Linked DNA regions of Cyprinus carpio: region 2 is linked to region 1. Evidence: chromatin contacts called from public Hi-C data. All regions are on one chromosome and are shown on one strand. Each heading gives the region's core, a stretch centred on a gene start, on an enhancer-like site or on the middle of the called end of the contact. The rest is flanking DNA. Distances are from core to core; before and after follow the strand shown.

What was found. A called contact is a pair of places that touch in the nucleus more often than the background predicts.
Region 2: a Hi-C map of skeletal muscle shows a contact between it and region 1, with 2.5 times the contacts expected there. The contact joins the promoter of meis2a here to the enhancer-like site in region 1. A contact is called at or near these places in 3 of 8 Hi-C or Micro-C datasets (liver and skeletal muscle).

What each region holds. Positions count from the first base shown.
Region 1 is chrB17:28,123,429-28,129,410 of ASM1834038v1, reverse strand. All of the region lies in intron 9 of meis2a (homeobox protein Meis2), which reads left to right. Among protein-coding and RNA genes, the nearest start is that of meis2a, 49 kb to the left of the region's middle. Within about 2 kb of position 2,685, at least 1 of the 8 cell types and tissues checked has an H3K27ac peak or open chromatin away from gene starts, as enhancers often do. A contact at or near this core is called in skeletal muscle, where this site is marked.
Region 2 is chrB17:28,172,759-28,178,740 of ASM1834038v1, reverse strand. meis2a (homeobox protein Meis2) reads left to right here and starts at 3,359. Exons shown (of 14, transcript XR_006156903.1): 1 at 3,359-3,812; 2 at 4,100-4,320; 3 at 4,831-4,972; 4 at 5,256-5,306; 5 at 5,737-5,787. It overlaps LOC122140213 (a long non-coding RNA gene), which reads right to left and starts at 3,348. Exons shown (of 3, transcript XR_006156907.1): 1 at 2,187-3,348; 2 at 908-967.

The DNA.
Region 1 (5,982 bases), core at 1,436-3,935:
GAGCCACTTTTCATCTCTTTTGCCAGCAGTGTTGACCGTCGGAGATCATTTGCATGCTGACTCTACTCATGCATTATCACCGCGGCTCTTTGCTGTTCGACACACATTTGTGTCCCTTTGATGCATTAAGAGGAAGAGGACAGTGTGCACCTCCTCCTCAAGAGAAGACACCTCCCCGTCCCCGATCTGCTCCCCGCCGGATTAGAGCCGCGGCGCTCTGGCCGGCAGCGTCTTTGTAGATGGCTTAGCTCATAACTGGAGGTGGTGGATTAAATAAAATGATCACAGAGCCAAAGAAATGATAAAGGCATTATTTATCAAAATACTCGGCCGGGCTCTTTTTTTTATCGCAGGCTTAATTTCCTTCGCTACATTCTGCAGCCGATGTTCAGATTAATTGAGCTGACAGCTTCTTTTCAAAACACCGGGAAGGTATTTGCACGGATTTTCTGGCCTTACACAAACTTAATTATACAGAGCGCTATTTTATCAGTCTAATTCTGTGTAGTGGAGCTTCTATTTACAAATGAGAAGTCCCTGCCTTTTATTCACGGCTTCCCTTAATGTATTTATCAAAGCGGACTCATTTACGTGGCGCTCTATCTGTCGGGTACAGGCGGCGGCTCTCGGCTTTATCGGCCCGCAGGCCCGCGCACCACCCCGGGGTCAATTGATTTTTTTTTTGCTTTTGTGATTCAATTTTCCCCCTACACCTCATTCTGGTGCCGGCTCACAATGAGCAACACACCCGGAGAATGAGCGTGATTTGTCTGCCGGATCTGGCCAGGTCCTTAAATTGGCCACAGGAATGCCGTTATCTGCCTTTCACGCGCCCGGCGGTGTGGATGGTGTTTCAATTACAGCGGTTACCGAGCTTTCATGCCGTCACACACCTACGGCAGCAGAACATTGAGCTGCTTTGCCTGTTTCATGCTGATTAATGCTGAAGTAACCCACGAAAACCACCAAGAGAGAACGAGAGAGTGAGACGAGATCAACACTCAGTTTGAGACTCCAGATACTGAAAGACTTGAGTCTATCTATCTATCTATCTATCTATCTATCTATCTATCTATCTATCTATCTATCTATCTATCTATCTATCTATCTATCTATCATCCGTCTATCTATCTATCTATCTATCTATCTATCTATCTATCTGATTGTCCGAGGTTAGGTTGTATTTGTGGTAGCATTCGCTCAGCTCTCAGATCCTCCTGACGTTCCTGCTGATGGGCCAGAAGGGCCCCGGAGTCCTCCTGTGATGGCCTGCTTTGATATAGAGCAGAGGGGAGAGAGATGGGCAGGACGAGGTTTGCATGGACGTCCTGAATCAGGTCTTTGTTCGGGGGCACAATCAGACCTGGAGGAGGCACAAGGGTGCTCTGTGTAACGTGTCAATAGACAGCGTGTCTCCTGCTCTGACAAGCCTGTCTACCTGTCCATCTCTCTCTGCGCCGTGGATCTGATCTCTGCTCTGCGTGTGTGTGTGTGTGCATGTCTGTGAGACGGTCACTGGTGTTGGTGCTTCACTATGTAGCAGTGGGTAATTAGATCTGAAACTGTACAGCAATCCTGTTTGACCTGTTTGAGAGAGAGATGCTTTACACACCACCAAGTGCAGCACACACACACACACACACACACACACACACACACACACACGCGCACGCGCACGCACACACACACACACACACACACACACACACACACACACACACACACACACACACACACACACAGCATTATGAAAGAGAGGTGGGTTTGTCTCATTACTGGTTGCTCTTGTTTCTTCAACTTCAGGATCTTTTCTGTCCCAGGGGTTAACTTTTATTGAAACTGTCTTGGAATTGTTTCACCATGCCCTCATCATATATATGTATTTTTTTAATCACAGACCAAACCATAAGAGTTAACCATAAAAATACTCTATAAAAATATTATTTATTACACATAAAACTGTGATCCAAACAAACAGTGAAATAATCACAAACCATTTCAATATGTCAAATTGGTTTTCGTTTTCAAATTTAATTTTTTTTTCAAATTCGTTTCAAATGTCATTTCCACCACAGAATAAATGATGATTTGAAAAGTGACTCTATAACAATGAATCATGGAAACTCATTTGACTAATGATCTGACAAATGGAGAGTAATAGGTGACTTACGAACAACCTCTCCTCTCTCTCTATCTTCTCTTGTATCCCTAGTCTCTCTCATCTCTCCCTCTCTCGACAATCTCTCGTCTCTATCCACTCTCCCCCTTAATCATTCCAGCCCGCTTACAAAACAACAGTGTCTCTCTATTCTCTCACCCCCACCATTTTCTCTCTCTCTCTATCTCTCTCTCTCTCTCTCTGTCTCTCATCTCTCTCTCTCCTCTTCTATGAGCTCTCTCTCCGTTCCTCCCTCGATCCTTTTTCTCTCCCTCTCTCTCTCTCTCTCTCTCTCTCTCTGTGTATTGCTCATCTGTTGTTGTTTCATCAGTTGTGTCTCAACATCTGAAGCTGAGGCGTCTCAGACTGAACCATCTGTGCTGGCGTCCAATCTGTGGCTCTGTTTTAGACTTTATATGAATAATCATCATAGTCTGCTTATACTGAGACGACTGAAGAAAGGTTTCATAACTCTCCCCCCCAACCCAAACTAAAAACAGAAAAAAACAAACAGATCAGCTTTATGCTTTTTATGACCCTTTCACTTGGCACAGCCAGCTGTTATGAAATTCAAAATAATGGCTTAATATTTTCCAAATGTGATGTATAAACGTATAAACTGGCCTGTGAAGATGTTTGATTTTCCTGCTCAGAGCATGGGAAAGTTTAAACACACAGATCTACTCAGGTCTGTCTGTCTCTGTTACACACTGGCACAGTCACGACTGAAGTTACTGGTCATCCATTTAACTTTGACCTAGATCAGAGCGTCCAGTCTTTTCCTGGAGTCTCGCGGGCCACTCTTTCTAAATATACCGCGTGAGAGGACGAGTGGAGATGAGCGGCGGCGCGAGCTGCTGGCAGAGAACATCATCAGCATCGCTTGCATTTAGGGACCGCTAATTGGCAGTTAATTAGCAGAATTGACTCAGTTGTTGGTTCCCATGTGCCATCCTCACCCCCCGCTCCAGCTTCTCTCTCGTAGTGCCAGAGCGCCCATCCGCTTTTGGCACACTAGTCTGCATCTGGCCGATGGATGCCGCACATTTAGACCAAATCAGAAAGATCCTCTTCACAGGAACCCTGTTCAGCTGAGAGAGGAAAACTCCTGCAGGACAGAGACAGAGAACCTGAAAACACTGCACTTCAAACAGCAGGAGCAACCATAATATACACCAACGCAGTGCACTGGAAAATATTCTCTTCCTCAGTGTGTTTGTCTTGTTTCCAGTACAATTATCTAAGCATTCCTAAAACAAGATACATTTCCTTGAGAAGCAAAAGGACTTAAGAAGTGTTTGTAAGGTCTCATCTGTTAACATTAGCTAATGCATTAGTTCACAGTGAACAATTCATGTATTTTGCAGCATTTATTAACCTAAAGCTAATGTTAGTTTATTAAAATACAATTGTTCATCATTTCTTTATGTTAGTTCACGGTCCATCAACTAATGTTAAGAGATACAACTTTTCATTAAAAAAGAACGTAACATTAAAATTAATAAATACTGCAGAAGTGTTATTCATTGTTAGTCCATGTTAACTAATGCTGTTAACTAATAGTCACAAAAATATATTGTGTTACCATTTTTGAAATGTTTTAAAAAATAGTCAGAAAAATAAACTTATTTTAAGTATAAACTTATTTTTATAATATATGTGTGTGTGTGTGTGTGTGTTATGCATCGTAGTACACAAATAAGAGTAATAATGTGTGGTGACACATTCAGAAACTGAGTATCTTAAGTAATTTTGCTTCTCCAGTAAATCTAGATATTATACTGAAAAACAAGACAGAAGTAGACAAATAAGAGTAATAATGTGTGTGCGGTGTTGTTAGTGTAAGTGCAGTGAATGCAAATGAAAGTGAGCCGGGCCACAGGAGGAAACGCTTTCGTGTTCTGGGATGGCACGTTTTGTTTTGAGGGGGAAACAAACAGAGAAAGATTGAAGAAAGAGAAGCATCTGAGAGCAGAAGGTGATAAGTGGGTTAATTTACACGGTCTGCAGGTACGGCACACAGAGAGACACACACCGTCTGATGCAGCGCTGTAGGATCGTGCTGCGCCTCGGGCCATCTGTGAGCCCAATAGCAATTTTATTACATTGTCATTAAAGCAATTTCACAGCAGTATTGTTTGTTAATGAGAAGCTGCAAACGAGGAGAGATGTCACGGACAGAAGCAGCGCTGAGCTCCGTGCTCTTTTTATATCACTGAAAAATAAATGCACACTCACCCTTCACATCCTCTCTGGACTCTGGCTTGTAAAAGGGAAACCCACTCAAAGCTGAAATATAAAGTCTGTGCTGCCAGGGCTGTGTTTATGAGCTGCCGCTGTGCTTCAGTGTTCACTGCTCTTCATATGCTGAGGACTGTTTTGGTTGTGTTCGGCTCGGCCGGTCCTGTGGAGGATGTGTGGCTGAGAGCTTCCTGTGTTTCACTCTCAGACGGATCAGTTGGCTTTTTCCAGTTATTTATAGAGAGCCAGATCTGCTGCTGCTCACACCGAGGATGAGGGAAATACAGCCCACATTAGTGAAATAAAGCCTGAGCGAGAGAGAGAGAGAGAGAGCGAGCGGGCGGGAGTCTTTCTGCTGACGCTGCAGATGAACATAGCGTGAGCTCAGAGGAAGTTCAGAGGAAAAAGAAAGAGAGGGAGGCTTTGGAGAGAAGAACCACTGACAATCAGGATTTGTAGGAGCGAGTTTATCAGGTTTGTGGGATTCTGTGCATTACTTCACTCGTCACAAAACAGGGCTAAGAATAACTTTTACTATTTTTTTTGGTCAATGAAATCATCTGCTGAACCTTCAGAAAACAATGATCATGTACTATTTATTATTTATATCATATCAAAGGTTTTGCAAACAAAATTTGGACAGTGTCTAAATACATAGCTGTGATTAATAGATATTTTCTTGAATTAAATAAATAAATAAATACAGATGAAAATAAGGGTGCTAACAGGTAACAGTGTTTGTAGTTTGTTGTAAACGTATTATTTCCCAAGAAAAGTGTTTGTTTATGTTGTTTAATGTTTATGTTGGGAATGGCTGTGTACAGTTGTAATACAGATGTGATTTTGTTATTTTTTTGCAATAAACATTTTTTTATAGTGCTTTATACAGTACAGACTGTTTCAAAGCAGCTTTGCAAACAAATAAAAAAAAAAATGAATTAAAGTGTAATAAATAAAAAGTAAATAAGGGCACTAATGGGTAACAGTTGCAGGTTTTGAAGTTGTGACTGAATCTGAATTTCCACACAAGAAAAATTTTCATGTTATGGTTATATACCAAAATGTGGGGATTGTCTGACTACAGCTCTGTTGTTGTTGTCGTTTTTGTGTGATTTTGTTAACAGTCAATATGTGATTCTGTTATTTTAATTATAAACAAATAAACAATACATTTAAAATGATAAATAGTACATAAATAGGTGCTGATGTATATTTTTTCAGATTTAGTCTTAAAGCTGTCACTCAGCTGACATCAGCTTGTAGTTTTTGATAAACATATTTCCTATAAGAATGTATTTTTATCACTTTTCTTACAATAACGTTGGAAACCCTTGTTATTAACGTTATTAACCCGTGTTTACAGGTGTGAGACTCCAGACCCGGTCAGTTCTCTCTCAATCACTCTCTCAAACACAGTCCTCTTACCTGAGATCTGTTTTCCTGAAAATCAATTTATGGCCCGTGCGGTGAGCTCCACGCCAGCAGCGCTATCATAAATGAATACTTCAGGTTTGTTTATTGAAGCGCGTCGTGCCAGCGAGCCGAGGTGTTCTGGATGAAGTAGCAGCAGAAATGATGCCAGA
Region 2 (5,982 bases), core at 2,110-4,609, 49 kb before region 1:
GTATCATGTAACGTGTAACAAGGACATCTTAAAATAACGTGTTACATTTTTTACATTTATTAGTGATATTGTATTCGACCAATATATGTTGCTATTTTATTTGGTATTGTAAAGATTAGATATTGTTTCCCCCCTTTTTTAAATAATCAGATATGTTTGCACTTCCAAATATGGCGAAAGGGATTATTAATAGCAATAATAACAACGCGTAAATGATTCGTACTCATTTTGCAGTTGTGTGATACATTTTAATGCATTTATTTTTAAGAAAATAATTATAGACGTTGTTCACCTATCAGTGATGCAAATATATATGTGTATTTTACATTTAATATTTATGGATTTATCCCGAGGGAAAACTGGCGAGTGAAAAAAAAAATGAATGAAACGAATGAAAATGAAATTCATCTAATTGTATGAGATATTGTGAAGCACTCAACAACAACAAAAGACACTTTAAACATCATCGATAACAAAAACTAATAAAACATGCACACACACACACACACACACACACACACACAAAAATGGCTATGCGAAAACTCTTGGTGGTCTGTTTATTTCGCTCTTCGCAATTGGCCCATGACATACTATCATTTATTCAAAGCAAATTTCGTTGATATCTGTATTTTTCTCTCTCACGATATCAGTGTTTCTTTATTTTAATTTAGCTAGAGTTTTACAGTGGATGCAGTGCGGCGCATGATTGATCCGGCAGGTGTCGCTAAAGAGCTGCAGACTCGCGTTGAGGACACACACACACACACACACACACACACACACACACACACACAGACAGACACACACACACACACACACACACACACACACACTGAGCGTCTCACAGTGCAGTGAGAATAATGCCACTGAAGGAAAATACGCCTTTCAAGAATTTCCAGTTACTCACGAAACTTCTCCAAACACTGGAGCTGCACAGCTTCCTTCAGGGACAGGAGTGACATGTTCCCTGAGGTCAGAGAGAGTTTAGATGCAGTAAACAGAGAAATGATTATCCTAACATAAATATTCACCACAGAACCAGACCTCCACACATAGGCTATCAGAACTAAAATGATGGAATATTAACAAATAGAGAAGATTAATCTAGAAATCATAATTATCATTATTTTATTTTATTATTATTGTTGTTGTTGTTTATAGTTGAGCAAATACATGCGCGAACAGCAGAAAGCGTGTTTTTCGTTGGGCTCGTATATATGCGCGTTTGGAGACCTGTTGTTCTGTAGAAATCTGTTTATAGGCCGGCTGTAAAACAATAATTAAAATGTTAAGAGCAAAACCATTAGAATTAAATAGGATCAGATAGTTCGACGTTTACAGTGCCCTGAAGCCTTAAATGAGCACGATTAAGATTTAGAAAGCTAAACGTTTTTGTTGCCAAAATAAAGCTGATTAAAACTATAGATATGACTCTGACTGATGGTTTAGATTTTGATCATATTTTATGTTTATTTTATATTATGGTTTTTGTTTTTTGTTTTTTTTGTTTTTTTTTTCACAAAAATCTTGAAAGCAGATGAGTTTAAATGTGTGAGAGGTTATGTAAAAGTGTTGAAATGGATTCTCGGCCGCAGCTGGGCAGAGACATCGAGAGCTTTAACCCTAAAATGACCTCAATTTGACACCAGCAGATGAAATCTTACCTCCAGTTAATGCCATCTCTGCCGGAGCCACGGATCCCCGTTCACAACACAGATTTGAGCTTCTTCTTTTTTTAAGAATCGTCGCATGAGTGTTTTCGCTCGGTAGGTTTTTTTGTTTTTTTGTTTGTTTGTTTGTTTTTTAACGATATATTCTATGTTCATTATCTTTTTAAAAGAGGAAGCGGTTATGTAGTTTCAAACATTTTTGAAGCCGAAAGCGTGTTTTTGTGTGTCGGTAAAGTTTGTTTTCAGTGAGACCCAGCAGCAGAACCGTGATGCAGTGGATTAATACATTGAAAACCTGCTCGAACGCGTCATAAAAACAGTTTATTTAATCGACCGAAAATGTGAACTAACAGAGCTATCCTTTTTTTGTTGTTGTTGTTTTTTTTTTTTTTTTTGAGATATTAATTTATTGTAGCCTATGACTTTAGTAGATTCTTCTACGCATTATTTGTAAAGTTGTGTGTTATGTTGCTGTGATCAGTCGCACTCGGTTCTGTAAGGATGCGATGGACTTACCGCGTCTCTATAGAGATGGTCCTCATCTTCTTCCTCGCGATGAAGCAGTGGTCAGGCAGCGCGCGCTCTGTGTCCACTGCAGTCGCTATCGCACAGTGTACCCTTCACTTCTACTCTCTCCTCGTGGTCTTCCCTCCCCTCTGTCATAAACAGAGCAGTTGTTGCATTTATGAAATCCGTTTTAATTGCCTGCTTCATCAGAACTCAAGCCCGTGGTTCGGGCGTCTGCGGAGCACTTTATTGACCTTGTTTGTTGAGATCCCGCATGAGTTCAGCTCCACTAAGCCGTGAATTGTTAATTTCGACAACAAAACAAGTCAGGGAGCTCGAAATGTAGACATTTATGTAAAAATCGGTCGATACGACGATGATGTCACATGTGCCGCGATGCAGGCTATATGATCATTGATGAGGAGTAGTATTTTAAGGGTCTGTTTGTGGTATTCGGGGCCATCTGTAGCACAATCAATATCATTGCTCCTCCTCTGAAACTTCAGGCCTTCCTAATGATTGATGATCTCGGGGCTCTTTGATAATTGAGCGCGCGATGCACGGCTCACATTTCAATCTTCAAATGCTGTTGGACTAAAGACAGTTTCCAAACATATACCTAGCTTTGTTTTGTCTTCTCGCGCGTGGAAAAGTTTACTTTATTCTGAAAGGGGCCCCGACTGAGTATGCGTTTTTTGAACCTTGTTGTGCACAAGAAAAATAAAAAAAAATAAGGGACGTGACACTCGATAGCAGTTGTATCAGTTATGCATTAAGCAAAGTCGGGCTGGAATGACTTTCCTTCTTCCAATAAAGATATTAAAAGCGCAGTTTTAAGGTTTGGACGCGTGCCCGACGCGCCGCGACGTCTAGTAGTTCTCAGCGCATGTGAGTGGGATCTGCGGTGCGCGGAGTTGCGTGGCTCCCCCCTCGCGCACTGGACGCTCGCCTCTCGCGCAGGGTTTGGCGTGGAGCTCGCGCAGGACTGGCTGTGCTCAGCGCCACTTCCGGCTTCCGTCATTTCATTCTCCCGCCGATGCGCGCAGCTCAACTCTCTGCGTTCTATAAGCGAGCGAGCGGCCGACCTGCCAACACTCACTGACACTCACTCATCTCAGACCGCGCCAGAGATCGCCGCGTTTTTACAAACTCTCCTCTTTTCATCTTTTTTTTTACTGTAGTAATAAAACAAGAAAGCGGACCGGAGGCATAAAGGAGACAGGGACTTGTGGGATGAAAACGGGGCTAAAAAGATTCATCCTCTCTTGAACATCATCACCAACCATCATTCATTCATTACCTTGACAACCTCTGGCTTTGATTGACAGCTGGAGTGGCAAAAAGCCATGAGACGCGACAGTTTAGTTACACGCAGGTTGTTGATGGGCCGGCTGTAACCTTCAGTTTGGTGCTCGACTTTTTTTTCTTTTCTTTTCTGGGGGGGCAAAGAGGAAAAGAAGAATAATTGCAAAACTCTTCCTGATGCCTGCGCTCGTTCTGGAGAATAGGAGGAATTCGCCAAGTTTGCTGGAAAAGGGGATCTATTGCAGCGCATGAGTTTGTGAGCGGACTGGGAAATTCAATCTACGACACAGATCCAGAGGTTTATTGGAGCGCAGGCTGATGGCGCAAAGGGTAGGTTTAAAATCTCCAGCACTCACCTCCACTGATACACTATCTATCACAGGCCTCTCCTTCAGTCTGACGCACTTGGCTGGGAATACTCGCCGCGCGCGCGACGCTTTGCTCGCTTCGGGAAGCACAACTTGACCATGTTTTTGGTAATTACGCGCAAATATGCAGCAAACTTTAGCTTCGCGCCAGACTTTTTCTTCTCTTTCCCCTCACGCTAGCCGACTTTTCTCTGCAGGCTTGCCTTTTGTTTTAGTGCTCTTTGTGCTGACTCTCTGCTTCTCTTGCAGTACGATGAGTTGGCTCATTACGGCGGCATGGACGGGGTCGGTATGTACGGGGATCCTCACGCGCCTCGGCCGCTGCCGCAGGTCCATCATCTGAATCACGGACCGCCGCTCCACGCCACCCAGCACTACGGCACACATGCCCCCCATCCCAACGTCATGCCCACCAGCATGGGCTCAGCTGTCAACGACGTGTTAAAGAGGGATAAAGATCAAATTTACGGGTGAGTTCCAAACTCATACCGGACCCGAGAGCTCATTCAGTCGGGCTTCTCTTTCCCGTAATAGTTTTTTTCTTCTTTTTTCCCCCAGGAACTTGAAGTAATTGGTGTTAGTACTTATTTTATTTTATTTATTTTTTAAAATACTTTTTTGTAAGGCGTTTTGTACACGCATTGCATTTTGTTTTGCGCATTAATTTGTGTGCATTTTTTATTTATTTATTTATTTTTTACTTATTTTTATTTTCTTGACCAATTGGCGTGCAAACTTTAACCTCACGTTTAAAATAATTTCACGATAAACGGGAGATTGCTGCTTTAATTCCATTTAAGTTCCAAATCACTGCAGCCCAAAACAAAGTTACGAAACCCGATTCTCGTCGAGTGTAGAATGCATTTGATTTCGAAGTCATTTCTGAACTGTTGTAGGCTGTTTGGAATTACTGCTTTGTTTCGCGGCTCGTTTTTTCGCCAGTTGATCTGAAGGTTAGCGTGTCGCTGTTGTCTCTGCAGTCATCCTCTGTTTCCTCTGCTGGCTCTGGTCTTTGAGAAGTGTGAGCTGGCCACATGCACTCCCCGCGAGCCCGGGGTTGCTGGAGGAGACGTGTGCTCCTCAGACTCCTTCAACGAGGACATCGCTGTCTTCGCCAAACAGGTCACTCACGACCCTCACATCTAACACCTCGAGCCTTTCCAGACGCATTTAAAGCATTAAAACCAAGCCAAAAATAGCCGATCCCTTTTCATTTAAGATGGCTAATTATATTTCCACGAATGCACTTGGATGTTGTAAGTAGCTACATTAAGCGACTGTTTTCTACTTTAACCAGATTAGCGACGACTGCAATTTTAATGCTTATTTTGAAGTTTAATTAGCGACTGAATTTCTGCACACATCTTCATCGATTGCTATTAACTCTCATTCTGGTGTGTTTTAGGTCCGCGCAGAAAAACCTTTATTTTCTTCAAATCCTGAATTGGATAATTTGGTAAGATAACACTCCAGCACTGATTATCTTCGGAACAGCCGCACACTTTACTTCTCTGAAATGAGTCTGACTCTTTTTTTTTTTTTTTTTTTTTTTTTGCATTGGATCTGGAGATAGTGAAAGTAAATACGAGGGGATCTGATGGGTGACAGGGCTGTTTGAAGTGCATTCAAATTCAATTATTGGGCTGATATCACCATCTACCCCCTTAAACACGTCTCACAGGCCAATAATTTCACCTGCAATTTTACATATCAAAAATAATCGCTTTTTATTTTTCAAACACATTATTGAATTATTTCTTATTTTTTAATTACATTTTTTCCATTGGAATAGAAGGTTTTTGTTCGATGCAAAATATAATGCAAAGAAAATTAAAATTAAATTGCAGAGAAGGCACACGGCTAACGACGTCCGTTTCTCTTTACAGATGATACAAGCCATACAAGTATTACGATTTCATCTTTTGGAGCTAGAAAAGGTAATCTTTTATTGATTTGTTTTGATTTAATTTCAGAAATAATTTGGATGGATTTACTTCTCGTTATCAATTTTGAAATGTATTATTATTTTTGGTAAAATATTTTAATGAATAATTCAGATTTTGCATTACTTGGTGTAATAATACAAAATTACTCCGAACATAATTTGATATTTAAACCATGTTATTTAATTT